Regions from separate parts of the Mus musculus genome. Here region 2 is linked to region 1. The links are chromatin contacts, called in public promoter capture Hi-C maps. All regions are on one chromosome and are shown on one strand. The core of a region is the stretch at or near the end of the contact, and the rest is flanking DNA. Distances in the headings are between cores, read along the strand shown.

What was found. Promoter capture Hi-C pulls out the DNA fragments that hold promoters and counts their contacts.
Region 2: a contact with region 1 is called in a promoter capture Hi-C map of liver, with 3 times the contacts expected there. The contact joins the promoter of Gse1 here to the promoter of Klhl36 in region 1. A contact is called at or near these places in 2 of 39 promoter capture datasets (both in liver) and 1 of 115 datasets of contacts at active chromatin or transcription factors (pancreatic cancer cells).

What each region holds. Positions count from the first base shown.
Region 1 is chr8:119,860,311-119,864,862 of GRCm38.p6, forward strand. It overlaps Klhl36 (kelch-like 36), which reads left to right and starts at 1,995. Exons shown (of 5, transcript NM_146219.1): 1 at 1,995-2,137.
Region 2 is chr8:120,535,049-120,539,600 of GRCm38.p6, forward strand. It overlaps Gse1 (genetic suppressor element 1, coiled-coil protein), which reads left to right and starts at 2,361. Exons shown (of 16, transcript NM_001145896.1): 1 at 2,361-2,514. The coding sequence starts at 2,508. It overlaps 1700016A09Rik (RIKEN cDNA 1700016A09 gene), which reads right to left and starts at 2,678. Exons shown (of 1, transcript NR_151732.1): 1 at 1,844-2,678. It overlaps Mir7687 (microRNA 7687), which reads left to right and starts at 3,648; the gene lies at 3,648-3,706.

The DNA.
Region 1 (4,552 bases), core at 745-3,244:
CAGGGACTTTCCTTCTCCCGGCCTCACTTTCCGAGAATCTGTAAACAGGAACGGAAGAGTGGCTTCCTCCCAGGGTCAAGGAGATGGAAAGATTTCCTGTGTGGGCAGAGCTTAAAGCAATGTTTAGGGCATAGTAAGGTGCAGGGTTGTAACCCGCACATCATAACCAGCAATGGCATTATTATTAGTATTGCTGTTATTGTTGTTGTTGTTGTTTAGAGATGATATAATCCCAGACTTTAGGAGGCTGAGACAGGAGGACCAAGAATTCCAGCCAACCCTGGCCACAAAGCAAGGCCCTACCTCAGATTTATGGTGATCCGCCTGCCTCTGCCTCCTGAGTGCTAGGATTGCAGGTGCAATCCAGTGTGGTTTGCCATCATTCACTGCTTTTGTAACTGAAACAGAATGAATGCTATGGAAAGGCAGCAAGTGGGATCAGTTCACCCCACGTTCCTAGGGAGACAGGAGGAGGCCAGGCTAGCTTTACAGGTCAAGGTCACCTGTGGATTCCCAGGTTGGTCCAAGGCTTAACTACAGCCCCCCACCTCAGGGCTGTGCATCTTCTAGTTTGGCTTTCCAAACCCAACACCTCAGGTACTAATATGAAGGTACACGTTATTAAAATAGCTTATGTTAGGCTGTCTATGACAATAAGCTGAAGCAACAGTAGAACTGTTTAATCTACCTTAAAATTCTTAAAAATTCTAGGTAAATTTAATAGATAATAGGCATAAATGTATACTCTCATGGTATACAACTAACAATATTCTCATTTCAAAACTTTTTTATCATCTTCCCCCAAAAGTCCCTAATTTTCCTTTGTTAACGGTCCCAACCCCCTCACCCCTGGCATCCTCTACCATGCTTCTTGGCTCTCCCGCTTTCCTGTTTGAACGTTTTACTTATGCATTTCGTTTTCAAGTGGTTTGCTTTTCTGAGACGTCTCTCTGTGAAGCCCAGGCTGGCCTTGAACTCTTTATCTTCCTGCTTCAGCCTCCCAAGAGCTGAGATGACAGCTGTGTGCCACCAAATGCAGCTGGGAGTGTCCTTCGTGTCTAGATTCTTTCACGTAGAGGAACCTCTTCAAGGTTCTTCCAGGCTATGAGTGACGTTTGATAACTATTAGATGAATTAACAATGATCTAAGATCAACAGATGTTTACTGAGAGGGTATGTACCTGCCATAAAAGCCCAGCAAGGATTGTAACGTTTGTTGGACAGCTTCGAGTGGAGAAGAAAGAGACAGAGAAAAAGAGAGCCGCAAAAGCTCTAGAGAGTGAGAGAACGAGAGAGTGAGACAGAGACAGAGAAACAGACAGGCAGAGGAGAGGGAGGGAAGAAAAAGGAAAGAATTATTTAAAATATTTTGAATCGACTTGGTCAAAGTTGAGGGGAGTGGTGGTTGAGGCTCTGGGTTTAATCTCCTGAGCTTGGGGGGGGGGGGGCAAGTAATAATAATAGACTGGGATAAAGGTATGGAGAAAGCAGAAAGCGGGCCAGAGTGTAGGGGGTGTGGCTGTTAGCAGAGTAGTCAACAAAGGCCTCTTGACAGAATCAGTGAGCAGAAGCCAAGGGAAGATGAGGAGGATACAGCCTTCCCGGAGTTCCCGACCCACCCTGAGGTTTGTCCCACGGAGCCACCTCATATCCTGGAGCCTGGGACGTGGGCGCCAGCAAGCTTCTGCGGCGCATGCCTGACCTACTTAGGGGACAGCCAGGCACCATCAATAGTAAGGGACCCTGGGTGTCTCTTACAGATCTTGACCAGCTCAGCTCCTTCCCATCCACAGACCCCGCCCCTAAGGCTACACCTCCTGCCTCCCGCCTCCTCAGGCCCCGCCTCTGAAGCTGCACTCCGCCTTCACAGGCCTGCCCCTCAGGCGAGGCTCCGCCCCTTATCCTGCAGACCCCGCCTTTCGCCCGCCTGCCGGCCCCGCCCCCCAGCCGCCATTGACAGTGTAGGCTCGCACTTCCTTGCAGAGGGATGGCTGCGCTTCGGGCGGGCCCGGTAGCCCCGCAGTGTGCGCTGCTCTGGTAGCGGCTCGCAAGCGGGCGCGATCCGGGCTCGCGGGTGCACAGGTGCGGCCCACGCCTCCCTCGGCGCCTCAGCACCTTCGGGGCGGGACGCGGGACGGTGAGTGCCGCCTGGGCTCCGTGCTGGCTCCCGGGGATCCCGGGTGGGGGGGCTCTGGCTCTGCACCTTCACCACACCTGCTTGCACGCAGCTAGGCGCCACAGACATGGTCCGGGAGACTAAGGCGAGCCTGGCACTGGAGAACTCTCTCTAGATTCCTTGGCCTAGAAAAGAAAGCTTCCAGACAGTGAGGAACTAGAGACCTGGCTGGCCGCCCTAAGTAGATGGGCAGAGAGGGTATCTATGTTTTCCTGTCTGTGACCTTGGGTGGGCCCCTCGGCCACCTGCCCACCCACGGTGCGATTTTAGCCCTGTGGGAACAGTGGTGCCCATTCTCACACCGCCAAGGTGAACCGGGAGAATCAGGGGTATGCAGTAATTAGATGCTGATTGGTACCTTTCTCTCTGGGCCCCCAGCAGCTGGGAGAGTTCCTGCCTGGATACAGCTTAGTCACAAAGTTACTAGTTTTCTGGAAAAGATTCAGTTGTGTCTTCTTTCCCAGAGAGAGCGGAACAGGATGGAATGTCCGGACTTCTTCCTCCATGGGAACACTGGAGCCCCCTCGCTCTCCCCATTTATCTCAGAACCAGCTGACTTATCTTTAGCAGAGACTCTTTGTTCAGTAGGAAACAAAATGATTCTTCGTGTGGGTTCAGCAGAACTGGGAGGGGGGGGGAATTTGTCTTGTAGCTCCAGCCCATGTTGGTTTTATAAGGAAAAGGGGGTAAAGAATTGAGACAGGAAAAGACAGACTCTTCTCCACGGGCTGTTAATGAAACAAGCGAGAGGCTGCACTTTCCAGCCTTCTAGAAAGAGAGGGGCTTTTGGGAGGAGGGAGGCTTTGGGAGTTGTAAGTAGGGGACTTGCAGGTGTTAGCTCCCACCCCAGAAGATAGAGGGATAAGCAGAATTTCTCTGAATTTAGCCCAACAGGTTTATTCCTAACTGGGTGTCCCCTGCCAGTGTCCGCCTAGACTTCCAAGTCCTCCAAAGCCTGCCTCATAGTTAAAAGACTATGGGACATCGTGTGTCAGGTCTATAGATTTGATCAGAAAGGTCAGCACAGCAGTATTGCTCGTGTTTGTGTGAGAGCACAGACCTCAGGGGAGGTTTCTCCTTGTGGATTCCTCCCTCCTATGACCAGACAGTACAGCTGTGGGCGCAGAGGAACCGGAGGCCCTGAACATCCTCCGACTGTTGGATGCTGTGTGGGCTGGGCTGTTTTACACACACACACACACACACACACACACACACACCGTTGTGACCTCTTGAGTTGTGAATCAAGGACAGGATGGGGATAGTCTCGTGGAGTTAAATGGGAGAAAATTAATGAAGGCTCGTAGAAGCCCCCGGGGATGACGCCCAGAACAGAGTTGGTACTCATTAATCACAACTGTCTCTCACCCTCCACTTCCTCCTGAGAACCTGAAAGTGTAACACTGGTCATATCTGGGCCTTGTCTCCTGCAGAGGTGAAGGGCCCAGGTTTGGTGTCATTAACTAGTGTTATGACAATGTGAAATGTCCTCATCTATAAAGTAGGACCGTTGTCATTACCCTCCCATGTGTGGGAGGAATTGAGACAGCCAAGGAAGTCCCTTAGCTTGGATCCACACTGCAATCCAGACTCCACAATGATGACTGTCACGAAAACTCTGCCATAGCCAAAAGGTAGACTTTAGATTAAACATCAAAAGGTGGGTGTGTTCGGCCACTGAGATGGCTTAGTGGATGAAGGTGTTTGCCACCAAGCTCAACGACTTGAGTTCAATCCCTGGGTCCAGAAAGATGGGGAGAAAAAAACAAACCAACCAACCAACAAACAAAAAACCTGAACTCTCCCAGGCTTTTACAAAATAAACAAATTAAATTTAATTTAAGGGAGAAAACATGAACACGAGACACAGACTAGACGCTGTGATGTGTCCAGACTTTGATGAATTAAATATAAGTAAAGGAGGTTGCTCCCTGCCCCCAGCCAAGGCTGTAAAATGGGCTCAGAGTTCCAGAAACTCTGATACCCCTACAGATACCTAAGGTCTTAAAAAAAAGCAACTGGGCTGTCTCCTGCCCCACAGTCCCCAAATAAAACAACTTAAGTCTGGTGGTGTTTGCACATTTTTGATCTCAGCACTCGGGAGACTGAGGCAGATAGATCTCTAGTGAGTTCAAAGTCAGCTCTTGTCTACAGAGCAAGTTCCAGGATAGCCAGAACTGTACAGAGAAACCCTGTTTCAAGCAAACAAACAGAAAAATCTAGACTGTACTGTGTGCTCTCCTGTGTACCAGGTCTTGAGACACCTTTTAGATTAATATCATCTGCTCTTGTGGTTGAGGTTTCTCTGTTTCTGCTCTCTCAATTCCCTTTGCGGACTTCTTACACTCAGCAGTTATGACAACCTGACTTTCCCCA
Region 2 (4,552 bases), core at 1,111-3,610, 680 kb after region 1:
TTAAACTCAAAGGCCCTGCTCAGGATTACTGATTTCCTGGGGCAGGGTGTAGGGACAGTGAGGACCATCCATCTCCTGGTGACTGCCAGCCTTTTCTGGCCTGAGTGCACATAGCTGGCTCACTGCTGTCCCCCTGTGGCCATCGTGGGTGTCTGTCACCCTCTTGCTACCTTGGACAGTCTGGGGCTGGATGGAGACCAGACTCCTGGTTTGAGAAGCTGGGGGAGGATGCCTGGCTCACCTGCAGGCTTGCAACCTTGACTACTTTCTGGGCAGGTACCTCATTTGAAACCCCGGTTGGGGGTACGGTTTCAGCGGAGCTGCCTTGTATTGGGGTGGGGTGGGGGAGAGCAGCCAGCTTCTTAAAAAAAAAAAAAAAAGCAAAACAGGTGGTAGCTCATAGTGGTCACCCACAAATTTATAGGATGGCCTGCCTAGTTCTCACCAAACAGGTGACTGAACTTGGCCTTCTAGATACCCTAGGGAGAAAGGTGCGACAAGATTTGGAGGAAGAGCCTGGTGTTGTTACCTGGGGAACCTGGCCCGCAGGCAGCGCGGCCAGGTGCGAGCTGCTCATTTACATGTTGTCCCCTCCCCACCCCCCCAAGCCAGTAATCCAGGTGGGAAAGGGGTTGGACCAGCCCGGGAGGTTTTTCATTTTGTTTTTACGGCTCGAGGCCAGTTGTTTCTCCTGACACCTCCCTGTCCCCCCTCCCCCCTCCCGCGTGCGATTCCCGACGGGTAAAGGCGCCTCTCCCCGCCCCCACTCCTGGGGAGCCCGGCGCATCCTCCTGGTCTCCAGCGTCGTAAACTTGCGGAGGCCACGCTGCCCCGGGCGACGCGAACTAACGCGTGGACCAAAGGCCGCGCAGCGCGTGTGTGGGGCCAGGGACCCGGTGGCCGCAGGTAGGAGCAGCAACTCCGCCCTCCCTCGCCCGCCCGTTTCCCTTGTCGTTTGTGGTCGGCCAGGGGCTTGTGCAAGACTGGCCCGGCGTGCGCCCCCGCCCCGCGGCATCGGCGGCTTCTGCTGGCGCGGGCCCCGAGCGCTGCCCGCCGCCGGCGTCATCGGGAACAGATGGACGGGGGGTGCTGGCGCCCGCGCTCGCTCCCGGCGCTGTCCCGGCTGGCGCGGGAGGGAGGAAGGCGGGGGAGGCAGCGCGCGCCTGCGGAGCACTGCGCGGGCATGTCCCGGGGCAGGTTTGGGGCTGGCACCGCGGTGGAAAGTTGAGACCCGCAGCGGCGCTGAGGTTCCCCCCCCAACCCCCCCGGTGCGGTGGCCTCCGGGCTTGAAAGTCTGAAAGTGGAGGATCATTAAGAGAGCTGTGTAGAAAGGCCGGGCGGGGGAGACCCCGGGACCTCGCGACGACCTTGCCACCTCGATGGCTGCTCTCTGCGCGCTGGGTCCGGCCGAGGGTCCCCGGCTGCCTGGCTCGCGCTGTAACCTCGCGCTTCCCGGGTGGCGGGAAGGGGGTGTTTCTAGGGATCGGTCGCGTTGTGGGCGGGGACGCTGGGGCCCACAGTCCCTCTCCGCGCCGCCTGTGGGTGCCGAGGAATTTCAGGACGCTCCCTGAGTCATCCCCGTGAAGTGCCTGGGTGAGGTAGGGTGGGTGGGGGTGCCAAGAGTGGGAAGGCGGTGCGCTGGGGCCGGTGGCGCGGTGGGTTGTGCCAGTTTCTGGAGGCGGCGGCCTCGCCTCTGACCGCAACCCCAGCTACTTAATGATGCCCCTGGCGCAGCGGCGCCTCCGTGGACTTCTCGAACATGGGCTCTTTAAAGAACTAGAGCCCCCGCCGTTTGGCCTTCTCAAAAATTCCTTAAAGCGAGATGGAGACTTTGCAAAACTTTGGGACAGAGGCTCGTGGCCCGAGCTCTTAACATTAAGTCCTTTAAAGTTGTGGTAATAGATCAGGCATCTTGGAGATCGAGAGAGGCCAACGGCCTATATTGTGTGGTCCCCTCCACTCAGCACAAGGAAAGGCCTATCCCTCCCCTCTCTTAGTGGGTGGCCAGGTGCCAGGCACTGTTCCAGGCGCTTGGGGAGGCGGCTATGAGGCTCGGATATGGCAGGCGTGTTGTAAGCCACTCCTCCCTACTCTTGGAGATGAGTGGCCCGCGAGGCCTCTGAGAGATCCCCCTGGACTGTCCGGACAGCCAGGGTCGCCAGGAGCGCGGGGGGCGGCACCTACCCGGCGGGTTGTGACCGCGCTGGGTGCTCCGGGCGGTCTGTCGGTGCGCGCGCGTGCGCTTGCGGCTGAAACCCGACACCTCCCGCCGGCTGAGGTCAGGGCGCCGGGAGCGAGCCGGGGCCGGGGAGTGGGCGGCGTTGCGCTTGGGTGTGTCCTCAGCGGCGACAGCAGCAGGTGTTTCTTGGCCCAGGCCCCGGAAGCTCCACCTCCCCGAGCGGCGGAGCCGCCGCCGCACAGCCCCGGGTGAGATAAGCAGTTCAGACAAACCCGGGCGACGGTGGCTCCGGCATGTGTCAGGAGCGGTGGAGCAGCGGGGCCCTGGCATGAAAGGTGAGCGCGCGGGTGGGGGATGGTGGCGGGGGTTCCCTCGTTCTTCCTCTCCCCAAGTTTGTGGGCTCGGGAGGGGCGCCAACGGCCGGTGCCAGGTCCCGCGGGTGTGAGGGACGAGAAGCGCGGGGCGCGCGGCCGACCTGAAGCCACACTCGCGGCTGCGCGCGCGCGCGCTGGGCTCAGCCGGCTCTGCTGCCGCGGAAGTGCGCGGGGAAGTGCGCGGGGGCGGCTCCGGGGCTCGGGGTTGTAGCAAAACTTTGGATGGGGCGGGGGCGCCCAGGCAGGTGGTTGGATGGGGGGGGGGGTGCTTTACCTGGGGTGGCAGTCCAAGGGGCCTCCGAACCCCCCGCCCAGCCCTTCCCGCTCCGCCTGGATGCGCCTCCCCGCCCCCCGCGGCCGCGCTGACGGCGAGTGGCCCGCCCGAGTGGAGCCGATTCAATTATATTGCAGCACCAGAGACACCTCGTCGCCCGCCGCCTCTCCGGCAGGCTAATTAAATTCCCTTCTTGGAGGCGGAGCGGGAGCTGGGCTGCCCTCCCCGCTGCCCGCCTCTCCGAGCGCCGGGAGGTGGCGGGGGCCGAATAGGACTGCGAGGAGCAGGCTTGGGGCCGCAGGTCTGGGCATCGGAGCCGGGAGCGAGCAAGGGGCGCCCCCGCGCACCTGCCACCCGTGGTGGGGGTGCCAGCTCGAGTTGGGTCGGTTTGGTGCAAACCAGCCTTTGTCTTCCATGCATTTAAAGCACTCTAAACCCTTACTAGACCCCTGCGGTGCCTTATCTGTCGCGGTTGGGGCCCACACAGGTTGGGGTTTGAAAACAAGCGAGACCACCAAATGGAAGGGGGGAAAAAAACAAACCAAAATACAAGATCCTTTTGTAAAGAGGACCGGAACAAAAGGCGCAGCCTCGCTCTAGGAGGGAGCATCGGGCCTAAGCCGATTCCCAGCACTGGGGGACAAAGAGGCAGGAGGTCTTGGCTGGCCGCTTGGCAGTGTCTCAGTCTGAGACTGGTTTACCCCCTCTTCCCGAGGAAGACAAGGCCCCCCTGGCGAGCAGCCTTCCCTGGGCGTCCGTGTTACTTAAGCTTGGCTACTTAAGTGTTGCTTAGCCTGTGTTTACAGCCGCCCCCACCCGCAGGCGGGGAACCTGAGGCGCAGGCTGTGTCTGACTCAGCCACTCAGTCGCCCCGCCACAGGTGAGGGGGGCCGGGGCACAGGCTCCGACTGGCAGCGTGTGTCATCTGCTATGCTGGGTGTCACGCCCCACCGGGTGGACCGGAACAGGGTTGCTGGCAGCCTCCCTCGATGGGGCTCGCTGTGCCGAAGCCGCTTGCTCAACACTTCTCACAGCCACCGGGTCACGCCTGACCACCTCCTGGGGTGTGTGTGTGTGTGTGTGTGTGTGTGTGTGTGTGTGTGTGTGCGCCTTGATGGCTTGGTACAAGGTTGGCTTTTGTCGCCTGGTTTGGCAGCTGGAGCGGAGGAGGCTTGGGGGGAGGGGGCGCTGGTGAGCAGCCAGCCAGAGACCCGGGGTCAGCCACGCCTTCGGAAAGGAGGTGGGAGGCCTGTCCTGGCTTTGGGCTCTGTTGTGCCTGCCTTAGGGCAGGTTCCGAACCGGGAAGGCAGAGAGGCCAGATCAGGCCCTGACCTGTTGGGGGCAGCTAGTAGGATTCTGACCAGTTACGGTTGAAAAGGGGGTGTATATAGTTAGTTAACATTTTAAAATTACTAGGAATCAGGCCTTGTCAGGCCCCCATTAAGCTAACCTTGGGGCTGGCCTGGGGCGATTCTGATGCCTCCAGGTAGGTTTTTAATGGGGTGGGGGTGGTGGGAAGCTTCCAAAACAGCCTGACCCTTTGGAAGCCTCTGGTTGCTCTTGGCTAAGCTGTCCCTCTGGCAGGCAGGCAGGCGGCCTCTGGCTGTGAGTAACTTAACTTCCCTGTCTCTGGAGGAAGTTGGAAGCTGCAGATCTCAAAGGGCTGTGCGGTTTGCAGAAAGGCAGCCACCTCAGGGCCCTGCGCCTCTAGCCAGAGGAAGGGGG